Linked DNA regions of Pan troglodytes: region 1 is linked to region 2. Evidence: chromatin contacts called from public capture Hi-C data. All regions are on one chromosome and are shown on one strand. The core of a region is the stretch at or near the end of the contact, and the rest is flanking DNA. Distances in the headings are between cores, read along the strand shown. Region 1 has its middle 18 kb from the start of KCNK17. Region 2 has its middle 53 kb from the start of SAYSD1.

Region 1 (4,673 bases), core at 649-3,148, 130 kb after region 2:
TTGTGGGGAACATGGTCTGTCCCTTCCTGCCCGACTTCTCTGCAGGGCTGACAACACAGCTTGGGGGAGCTTCTGTTCCTTCCCTTCTGCCACTGTCCCCACAGGCAAGGGCGACGGGGTCTTCCTGGCCTCCTGCCTGGGTCTCTACCCTCTTGCCATCACTCAGAGCAAGTCACTCCCTAGTCAGGGTGGCTGAATTGATTCTTCCATGACTTTAATTCAGTACTTTGAGCCCCACTCCCCCAGCAGGCCGCAGGGAAAGAGTAAAAGATTGATGAACTGGGTGTTGGGATCAGTCCTGTCCTTGCTGGGCACAGATGGCACTTTCCAAGGGCCCGTTGAAGAGCATGTAATGAAGAAACTATGTGTAGAGTGTGGGCAGGTCCACGTGCATGACACGGTATGACTCCCAGGGATCAGCAACAGTGGGGAGTCATTACTACTCTGGGGCTGAAGGGCAAGGGTGATGCTATTACATCACCCAGCTGATGCCACGACCCTGGGAGTGCAGCCACTCCCAAAGCCAGGGCCTGCAGAGAGAGGGCTGATACAACCCTAACTGCTCTCTCCTCCTACCTTCCACCATGGCCCCTCTTAGGCATGATCAAACTGGAAGTCAAAGACGGAAGGAGCCTGTTGACACAGCGCATGGAGTTCAGGGGTTCAGAGAAAGTCAGAGAGTGGATGGAGAGAGGGAGCCAAGACAGAGTAACAACTAGAGAGTGGTGCTGAGGACTCACGCCCACCCCTCTGCTCTGGCCCCGAGCCCCCAAGCCAAGAGCCTGACCCTTAGAGGCCTCAGCCAGTGGGCTGGTTGGGAGCTGCCCTCTCCAAAACAGAGCTTTGAAAAATATATTCCTTCCATCCCCACATCATTTTCTGCCCCTCCCAAGCACATTGGAGGCTAAAAGACAGGCAGGTCCAGGGGGACTTCTTGGAGGAAAAGGTACAGTTGGGCTTCATGAGCTTCCTGATGAAAGAGGGCGGAGGAGGAGAAGGTTGAGACCAAGAGGAAGAAAAAAAGGAGGGGCACAAGTATTTTTGAGCCCTATTAAGTATAAGGTAGGACATGGATGCTTTCTCATCTGTTACCAACTCCCCCACCTCCCTTCCTCCACACTTATCAAAACAATCCCGAGGTTGTTTTCAGGATTTTCATTTTATGGATGGGGAGACTGAGGCTCAGAGAGGTTATGTGACTTCTCAGATGTCACACAGCAAGGGATAGAGTCAGAATATAGACATACAACTGCCTGAGTCCAGGAAATAATACATGAGGGTCTATAAAGTTGTGGAAAGGTTGGAGTGTGGGCAAAAGCTGAACAGGGTCCCAAACCCATTGGGAAGCAGGGGGCAGAGGGCTTTGTCTGTGGCTCTTGGGAGGGGTCTGGATGGTTTTGCATTCACGCTTCTGGATGATGTGCTGGTAGGGTGTGGGGAGCAGGTCACAGGGTGGGAGGTACCCAACCCTGGTTGCTTTTCCTACCGCCAGGCTGTGAGCTGATATGGGTTCCCAGACAGGTTGAGAGAGGTTTTGTGATTGGAGTGGGGCAGGGACTGAAAATCTTGGGGAAAGTCCCTAGGGATGGGATGAGAAGGCCTTGGGGGAAGGGTGGGACTGTCTCCTTGGGGATGATTTTAGCTGGGGATGAGTTTTGGCTGGCAAGGGGCAAAGGAGGGTCGGGAGATGCAGGATCCAGCCCTGTCTCCTGGGGAGTGGGAGAGAGCATCAGTGAGGCTGGAGGCTGGGACCAGCACTGTGTGTGGGTGGTTGGGGGACAGACAGTGGAATGGGAGGCCTGGGGATGGCAGTGTGGGTGGAGACCAGCACTGTGTGTGGTTTAGGGAGGGTGGAGGAAGGGGGGTCCGTGGGGCCTACTTCAGGGCAGCACACTCCAGGCCTGGAGCCCAGGGGCGTGGCCGGGTGAGGTAAGGGCCGATGGAACTGGAGATGGGAGTCTCAGCATAGCTGTCGTCCCTGACGTGAAGGTCCTCTGGCTTCCAAGGAGTCAAGTCCTTCTTTGTCTGGTCTGGCTCCTCAAGTGAATGGATACCATTCCTCCAGCCAGGGCTTCAGCATCGGCGAGGCCATGAGGGAGGGGCTCAGGGCCTGGGGAATTTTGTGCAGATTTTCTCTTCTCTGCCTCCAGATCCTGTGAGTGTGTGTGTATGTAACCGAGAGAGAGAGAGACAGATACAGAGACAAGAGAAAGAGAGACTTCCTTCCTTGGATCCAAATGCTTAACATGGGCCCAGGAGGATTGACATGGGTGGGGTTGGAAACTGCCCTTCTGAAACATGTTTATTAGCACAATCCAGTCCAAGGCTGAGGGAGTAGAAGTAGTAAGATACAGACTCCCTGATGCCAGCCCCCTTTTACAGGTGAGGAAACTGAGGCACAGAAAGGGGAGTGGCTGGTTGAGATCACACAGGGCTTAAAGGAAGAGTGTCCCTGCCTCTCAGGCCAGGGGAATTTATCCCTTGCAGAGGGCCAGCGGCAACTCCTGTGACCACCCACAGGAACGGGTGGCTACCTTTGGCCTTAACATCCACTGAGGACCTCGTTTCCCCGAGATAAAGCAGCATTACAAATAATAGTTCTTTTCTTATGGAGTCGATGGGAGGAGTAAATAACTTACTACAAGTAAAGAGCTTAGAACAGTGCCTAGCACATAATAAGCATTTAATAAATGCTAACAATAAATAATAATAACAATAATAAATAATGATGATAAGGATAAAAGATGCTGCTGTTTTAAAGGGGACAACCCAGTGATGTTGAGTCTGATCTTGCCTCACCGGTCAGAGAGGGTGGGGAGAGGTGGCCCGGGGCCAGAGGTCTGCCTGCTCCTGGCATGGTGGGACCCGCGGTGGGCAGTCCCTGGGCCCTGCATTTGCACACTGGGCACTCACTTCCCAGTCTCTGCCTCGAGGCTCCCTGTGAGTCATGCATGTCCACTTGCCTTATCCTGGCCAGCAGAGCAATAGTATCAGCCTGGGAGCCCCCCAAGGGCAGGGCCCCATCCTGCGTCACCGCTTGCTCAGCCCTCCCGCCTGGCCAGCCCTGAGAGGGGGTCAGCCAAGGCGCTGCCTGCCTCATAGCCGCCGGCCCCCAGAGCGTCTGCTTTCCTCCTGTTCTTGTTCACTCAGCCTGGCTGGGAACGAAGATGACAGCTGACACGCACGTGGCACCTCCTCAAGGCTGACATATACACTTCTCAGTCCTTTGCGCGCACAGTCACTCGTTTCGTTCCTGCAGATCGAAGCTGCTCTTGTCTCCATTTTGCAGAGGAAATAAATTGCAGATGCAAGATTTGCCTAGGGTCACAGAGCTGGCAAGCTGTGGAACCAGGATTTCAACACAGGCAGGCTGGCTCCAAACTCAGCACCCTTAAGGGTCACGCTCTGAGGGCACCCCTTTCTCTCCTCCTCCAGGCTTTGGGTGGCCTGGCTGAGGTGGAAAATAGCAATGAGTTCCTTACTGCAGAAAGCGCACCAGCTTTCTTGGGCTGTCTCCATCATGTTGCCATCACTCCTACCTTCCCTCCCTCGTGCTTGTGGCCTCACTGTCTGTTCTGTTCTGTGGCCTCACTGTCCATTCTGTTCTGTGGTTTCTGAACTGAGGTCTAATACTCTGTTTTTGTATTTCCCACATCCAGACCTCTCCAGGTGGCTCCCAACATGGCTTCTTAACACCCCTGTCCCTACCCTATTCACTTTTGTCCCCTCCCCACTCCCCCTCCCACCTCCTGAGTGTAGACTTCAGAGTTTCAGCTATTCTTTTCATTGGCTGAGAAGGAGATAAAGAACTGGCCAAGAATGAGCCTTCCTCTGGGCACTCCAGCAGCCCAGGTTGGTTCCTTCTGGGGCAAGCATTTCTGAGTATGAGGGGTGTGGGCATGGGAGTGAAGGCTTCGTGGGAGAGCCCAGTGGGGCCAGGCATGAGGACAAAGAGGTCCGAGGTGAGCTCAGGTTGGGACCACAGTGCCTAACCCAACACACTGGCCTGCTCCTTGCTCCCAGGAGGAAGTTTTGAATGCTAGGTCCTCTTTCTGGAGTGTGTTAAGTACAAAGCATGCCACTTCCACACTTCAGCAATCTCTTCCTCCCCTCCATTTTCCTCTGTCCAGCCCCCTACACCTTCAGAGAGCCACCAGGTAAACTCTGTAAAGATTTGCTGATAAATCTCAGGGCTGATACAGCCAGCAGGCGGCTGGTCTCAGTCCAGCGGCTGAATCCTTACTCTATGGCTCATTCACACCGCAGAAAAGCCAGGGGCAAGCCAATGGGGGCCTCGGGAAGTGGGCGTGGGCCCTGTTGTTTACTCTCTGGTGCTGCTCCTGGGTCTGGCCTTGGTCCACGCAGGGCCAGGATGGATGGCGCAAGGGAGATGGTGTAACAGCCTTTACTCCTTCCTTGGCCAAAGGGCTGACCCTGACCCAGTTCCAAGATGGTCACAGGGAGAGGCCACATGGAACTCCCTGGGTCCCTGGGATACCAACTGCAAGATGGGTGGAGGGAACGGAATCACAGGTGCCCACGGAGGCCAAGAGCCCAGCTGCCCCAGGTGACCCTAGGTGTTAGCTGGTACTGCCAGGATCTCTGGCTGGGCTTGTATGTATGTATGGTGGGAGCCACTGTGTTATGTGCTATCTTAGTAGCAACCTTCATTA
Region 2 (4,281 bases), core at 267-2,766:
GGAGCCTGCAGTGAGCCGAGATCGCGCCACTGCACTCCAGCCTGGGCGACAGCAAGACTCCGTCTCAAAAAAAAAAAAAAAAAAAAAAAAAAAATGCAGAGGTAGATTTGGAATTGGATAATGGGTGGAGGCTGAAAGCATAGGAAGGTGCATGACAGAAAAAGCCTAGATTACCCTCAAAGAGATTGTTGCTAGAAATATGAATCTCTCTCTCTCTCTCTTTTTAACCTTTGTGGAAACAGTCTCACTCTTACCCAGGCTGGAGTGCAGAGGTGTGATCCGGCTCACTGCCACCTTCACTTCCTGGGTTCAAGTGATTCTGGTGCCTCAGCCTCCCAAGTAGCTGGATTACAGGCACCCACTACCATGCCTGGCTAATTTTTCTTTTTCTTTCTTTCTTTTTTTTTTTAGTAGAGATGAAGTTTCGCCATGTTGGCCAGGCTGGTCTCAAACTCCTGGCCTTGAGTGATCAGCCCATCTTGGCCTCCCAAAGTGCTGAGATTACAGATGTGAGCCATGGTGCCTGGCAGCAATATGAATGTTAAAGGTGCTTCCAGTGAGGTCTCAGACAGAAATGAGGAGCACGTTGAAAACTAGAGGAAAGGCGATCCTTGTTATATTACCTCAGAGCTGGGGGAGAATAAACCTCATGGTCTCTGTGCATCAGTTGTCCAGCAGACCTGAGGGCTCTAATGTCTGGCTATAGTATTGCACCATGGGGCCAGCATGAGGCTCAACAGAGGAGGACAGGAGGGACATGGTCCCAGCTCCTGGTGGGGAATTGCTGGGATCTGGGGAGCTTTGCAGACAAGATGAATTTCTTAAAGGCAAAGGGTGATGAATCCTGAGGGCCTGTCTCTGGGGTCCCTCGACTGCAGATTCCTTCTTCCCACTCTCCTCTTCACCTTTGTCTCCCACAAACTCCCCAGCGCTGCTTTCTCCTGGCAGAAGCCTTCCAGCCTCACCCCTCTCTGCCCAGGGCTTTTTGCAAAAGGTGTTTCACAAGCCCTCGCAACAGCTCCTGAGGCCTGTGGGATGGGAACTGTGAGTCTCATTTTATAAACAAGAACATGGAGGCTCAGAGAGGTTATCAGACTTATCCAAGTCACACAGCGTGTTGAGGACAGCAGTATTCACGCCCTGGTCTCTATACTCCCAGGCCGGAGCTGGACACACTGCACCACGTGGCTTTGGTTTCTGATGGTTCTTGCTTTGGGAGCCTTGGCCTGAAGGAGAAAGGGAAGCCAGAGGCAGATTCCCTGAGTTATCTGGTTCTGATCCCAGCCAGAGAGCATCTGGCTTTGGGGGAGGTCTTTGTCCTCCAGGCACTTACAGCATCCCCACAGCAGGGACAGGACGCTTCGGCTTTGCTGGTGGCATGACCACAAGGGGGCAGTGGCGCTGCATGTGACAATCTACGGGCGGGAGGGACTCGAGGTCTCCAGAGACGGGCAGGTGGCTCTGCTTCCCCGCGACACCCTCAGAGCTCCCAGCTGCCAGCATCCTGCCCAGACACCTCTCCTCCAATGAGCGCTCATCAGCCTTCAGAATACATAACTTTGACTCTCAATGGTCTCTTCTGGGTTTCCCTTAGCTGGGGCGGGGCTTGCTGCTGGAGAAGCCTCCGTTTCCCACCACAAACTCCCACATTCAGCCCCGACTCGAAATTACTGGAGTCCTCTTCACTCCATGCTTCCTCCTCCTTCTCTCCCCTTCCTCTGGAGCTTAGAATTTGAAGAGGGCAGCTCCTCCAGGTGTTCTCAAAGTGGGTTCCACAGAGCCTGTGAGATCCCTAAGGGAACCCCCTAGGAACGTGTGGGGAGCAATGTGGGCTGGACAGGGACTTGGAACTGTTGGAAGAAGAGTCCAAAAGTCCATGCCAACACAACCGGCTGAGACTCTGTCACCCGTCCCGCAGTCATTAACCAAGCACCTGCTATGCGCTGGGCATCTAGACACTCGGGAGACAACAGAGAGCAAAACAAAGATCCCAGCCTTTGAGAGACTTAAATGCCATGGGGAGTTCTGTTTGTTCTGCATCAAAGCAAAAATGATAAGAGAGATAATTTACAAACCCAGCACACATCACCTAATTGTATGGCTGCTGGGCCCAGGCAGCACCCTCCTTGTGATCTTTCTTTTCTTCTTATTCCTGGTCCTTCTCTTCCATCTTTCCTGGCTCCTGGACACCTCCTTCAAGGCGAGAGCTCATGACAGGCAAGAAGGGACCCACACAGGGCAAGGGATGAGTGGGGAGAGAGCTTGTCACATGGGGAAGGGCAGGAAGAGGGGATGCCAGAAGCCCCGCGGTAAAGCCCCTCGGCCCATCACTCAGCCCACGAATCTGGTGTGCTGGAGCCTGAGGAGTCAAGAAGAAGGACTGCTTGGCAGGGATGGCCTTAGTCCAGAGACCTCACACTCCAACCCTCTCTGCCCCAGAGCAGTGGGAGGGGAAGAGTGAGGGAATGGGATGGAGGGGCAGCACTCAGTGGGCAGAATCTGGGCAGCCCTCGGGGAGTCCCAGAGTCATGTCTGTTAAGAAGATCCAAGCCAGACCTCCCTGAACTCCAGCCCAGAAACAGACTGCTGTTCCCTGAGTGTTTCTACAGAAGCTGCCGAAACTCAGGGAAAGTGAACTCATCCCACACGTGTGGGAGACACATATGCAGAATACAAAACAGTCCTCAGGGGACCAGATTCTCAGGGAGCCCCAGTCTGATGGAGACACAGCCCCGTCCTCAGGGAGCCCCAGTCTGAGGGGAGACACAGCTGCATCCTCAGGGAGCACCAGTCTGAGGGAGACACAGCCTCGTTCTCAGGGAGCCCCAGTCTGAGGAGAGACACAGCCCCGAACTCAGGGAGCCCCAGTCTGAGGGGAGACACAGCCCAGTCCTCAGGTAGCCCCAGTCTGAGGGGAGAAGCAGCCGCAGTCTGGAGTGGAGAAAGACTCCACCTCTAGCGTCTTGGATGGGCTATTCCTGTCCCTCCCTGCCACTGTCTTTCTGCCTCTCTATTCCTTTTTCTCTCTCATGTAAGTGCATTCACACAAACACAACTACACGCACACAACCACATGCAGACATTCAGAAAGAAGTCTTAAAAGCACTCAAGACTAAATCTCAATATCTGCGAAGGGCACAGCTCAAACTCCAAGCACAAGACCAAACCCACCTCTCTGACTGTGTCGTGAGTCAGGAAAGTCCTTGAGGTTGAGCTGCCAAGAGTGAGGTCCAAGCCTCACTGGAACTCATGGGCTTTGAATCCTGTTGCACCCTCTGAGGGTTTGAGAGTGAGAGCCCTCACCTGCTGACCTATCCTTATCTGCATGGTAACTTTCTAGCTCTGATACTGGGTCAGACTGCAGAGGAAGCAGATCCTGAGGACTAGGAGCACTTAAAGTGACTGAGAACATCGAGGGATGGGGTGATGTGGGATAGTGAGGCTGACCACCCAGCTGTCCAAGCTCCCTATGGGAGGCCAGGCCAAGAAGTAAAGAATACCCCCGCCCTCGTACCTCCCTCACACACGTGCTTGTCTTAACTCCCAGAGCCCTGGGCGCCAACAGGAGTTAGCACCCTCCAAGGTTCTGTCCCATGGTTCTTGTTTGGGCCTCTGTGCAGGGGAGGGTCAACGGCCTGGGCAGGAGGGACCCTAAATGGGATCTGGTCCAATAATATTTGGAAACTACCCTTTTTGTCACTTGCATGACCCTAGTCACTTTCTGTTGCAAGAAAAGGGACACCCCAATTCATTCATAAACATCACGGAAAGCAGAAGAATTAACACTGTTCAAATGAGAGGTGGAAGAAAGGAAGAATTCATGAGTGATCTAGGGACACAGAGAAGCTCCGAAATCAACTTTTCTAGCACTCTTTAAACTCAAGACTGATTCCCTTCCTTGCAGTCTGGTCCAGAGGCAGAGGGATGAAACACTGACATCTCTAACTCCTAAGGCTCAAAGTGGCAAGATCACCTATCCCTCAGGGACAGTCATGCTGCCAGTGATGTGGAGCTCACTCTCTCTTGAAGCTCCCCTGGCTTTGCTAGACGGCCCTGCGTGGTGAGATTTGGAATGTGAGGCTGCTGGGGCCCCTGTCCTCCACCTGGTCACAGGTGACCCTAGCAAAGAAGAAGGTGGCGTGCTGAGCCATGCGTTCCATTTTACAATGAGCCCCAGAGTCTTCCTGGCTGAGACTGGGAGCTCCTTCTTGAAAGACGGACTTCACAGATGAGATTTTGCTCTGAAGTGGCCCCATTGTGCTCCCAGACGGCACAAGGGAG

What was found. Capture Hi-C pulls out chosen DNA fragments and counts their contacts.
Region 1: a contact with region 2 is called in a capture Hi-C map of stem cell-derived neural stem cells, with 5 times the contacts expected there. The contact joins two enhancer-like sites. A contact is called at or near these places in 6 of 7 Hi-C or Micro-C datasets (blood, induced pluripotent stem cells, a lymphoblastoid cell line and 1 more) and 1 of 1 other capture datasets (stem cell-derived neural stem cells).

What each region holds. Positions count from the first base shown.
Region 1 is chr5:45,188,768-45,193,440 of NHGRI_mPanTro3-v2.0_pri, forward strand. No RefSeq gene overlaps it. Among named protein-coding and RNA genes, the nearest start is that of KCNK17, 18 kb to the right of the region's middle. Within about 2 kb of position 1,899, at least 1 of the 24 cell types and tissues checked has an H3K27ac peak or open chromatin away from gene starts, as enhancers often do. A contact at or near this core is called in stem cell-derived neural stem cells, where this site is marked.
Region 2 is chr5:45,060,260-45,064,540 of NHGRI_mPanTro3-v2.0_pri, forward strand. No RefSeq gene overlaps it. Among named protein-coding and RNA genes, the nearest start is that of SAYSD1, 53 kb to the left of the region's middle. Within about 2 kb of position 1,517, at least 1 of the 24 cell types and tissues checked has an H3K27ac peak or open chromatin away from gene starts, as enhancers often do. A contact at or near this core is called in stem cell-derived neural stem cells, where this site is marked.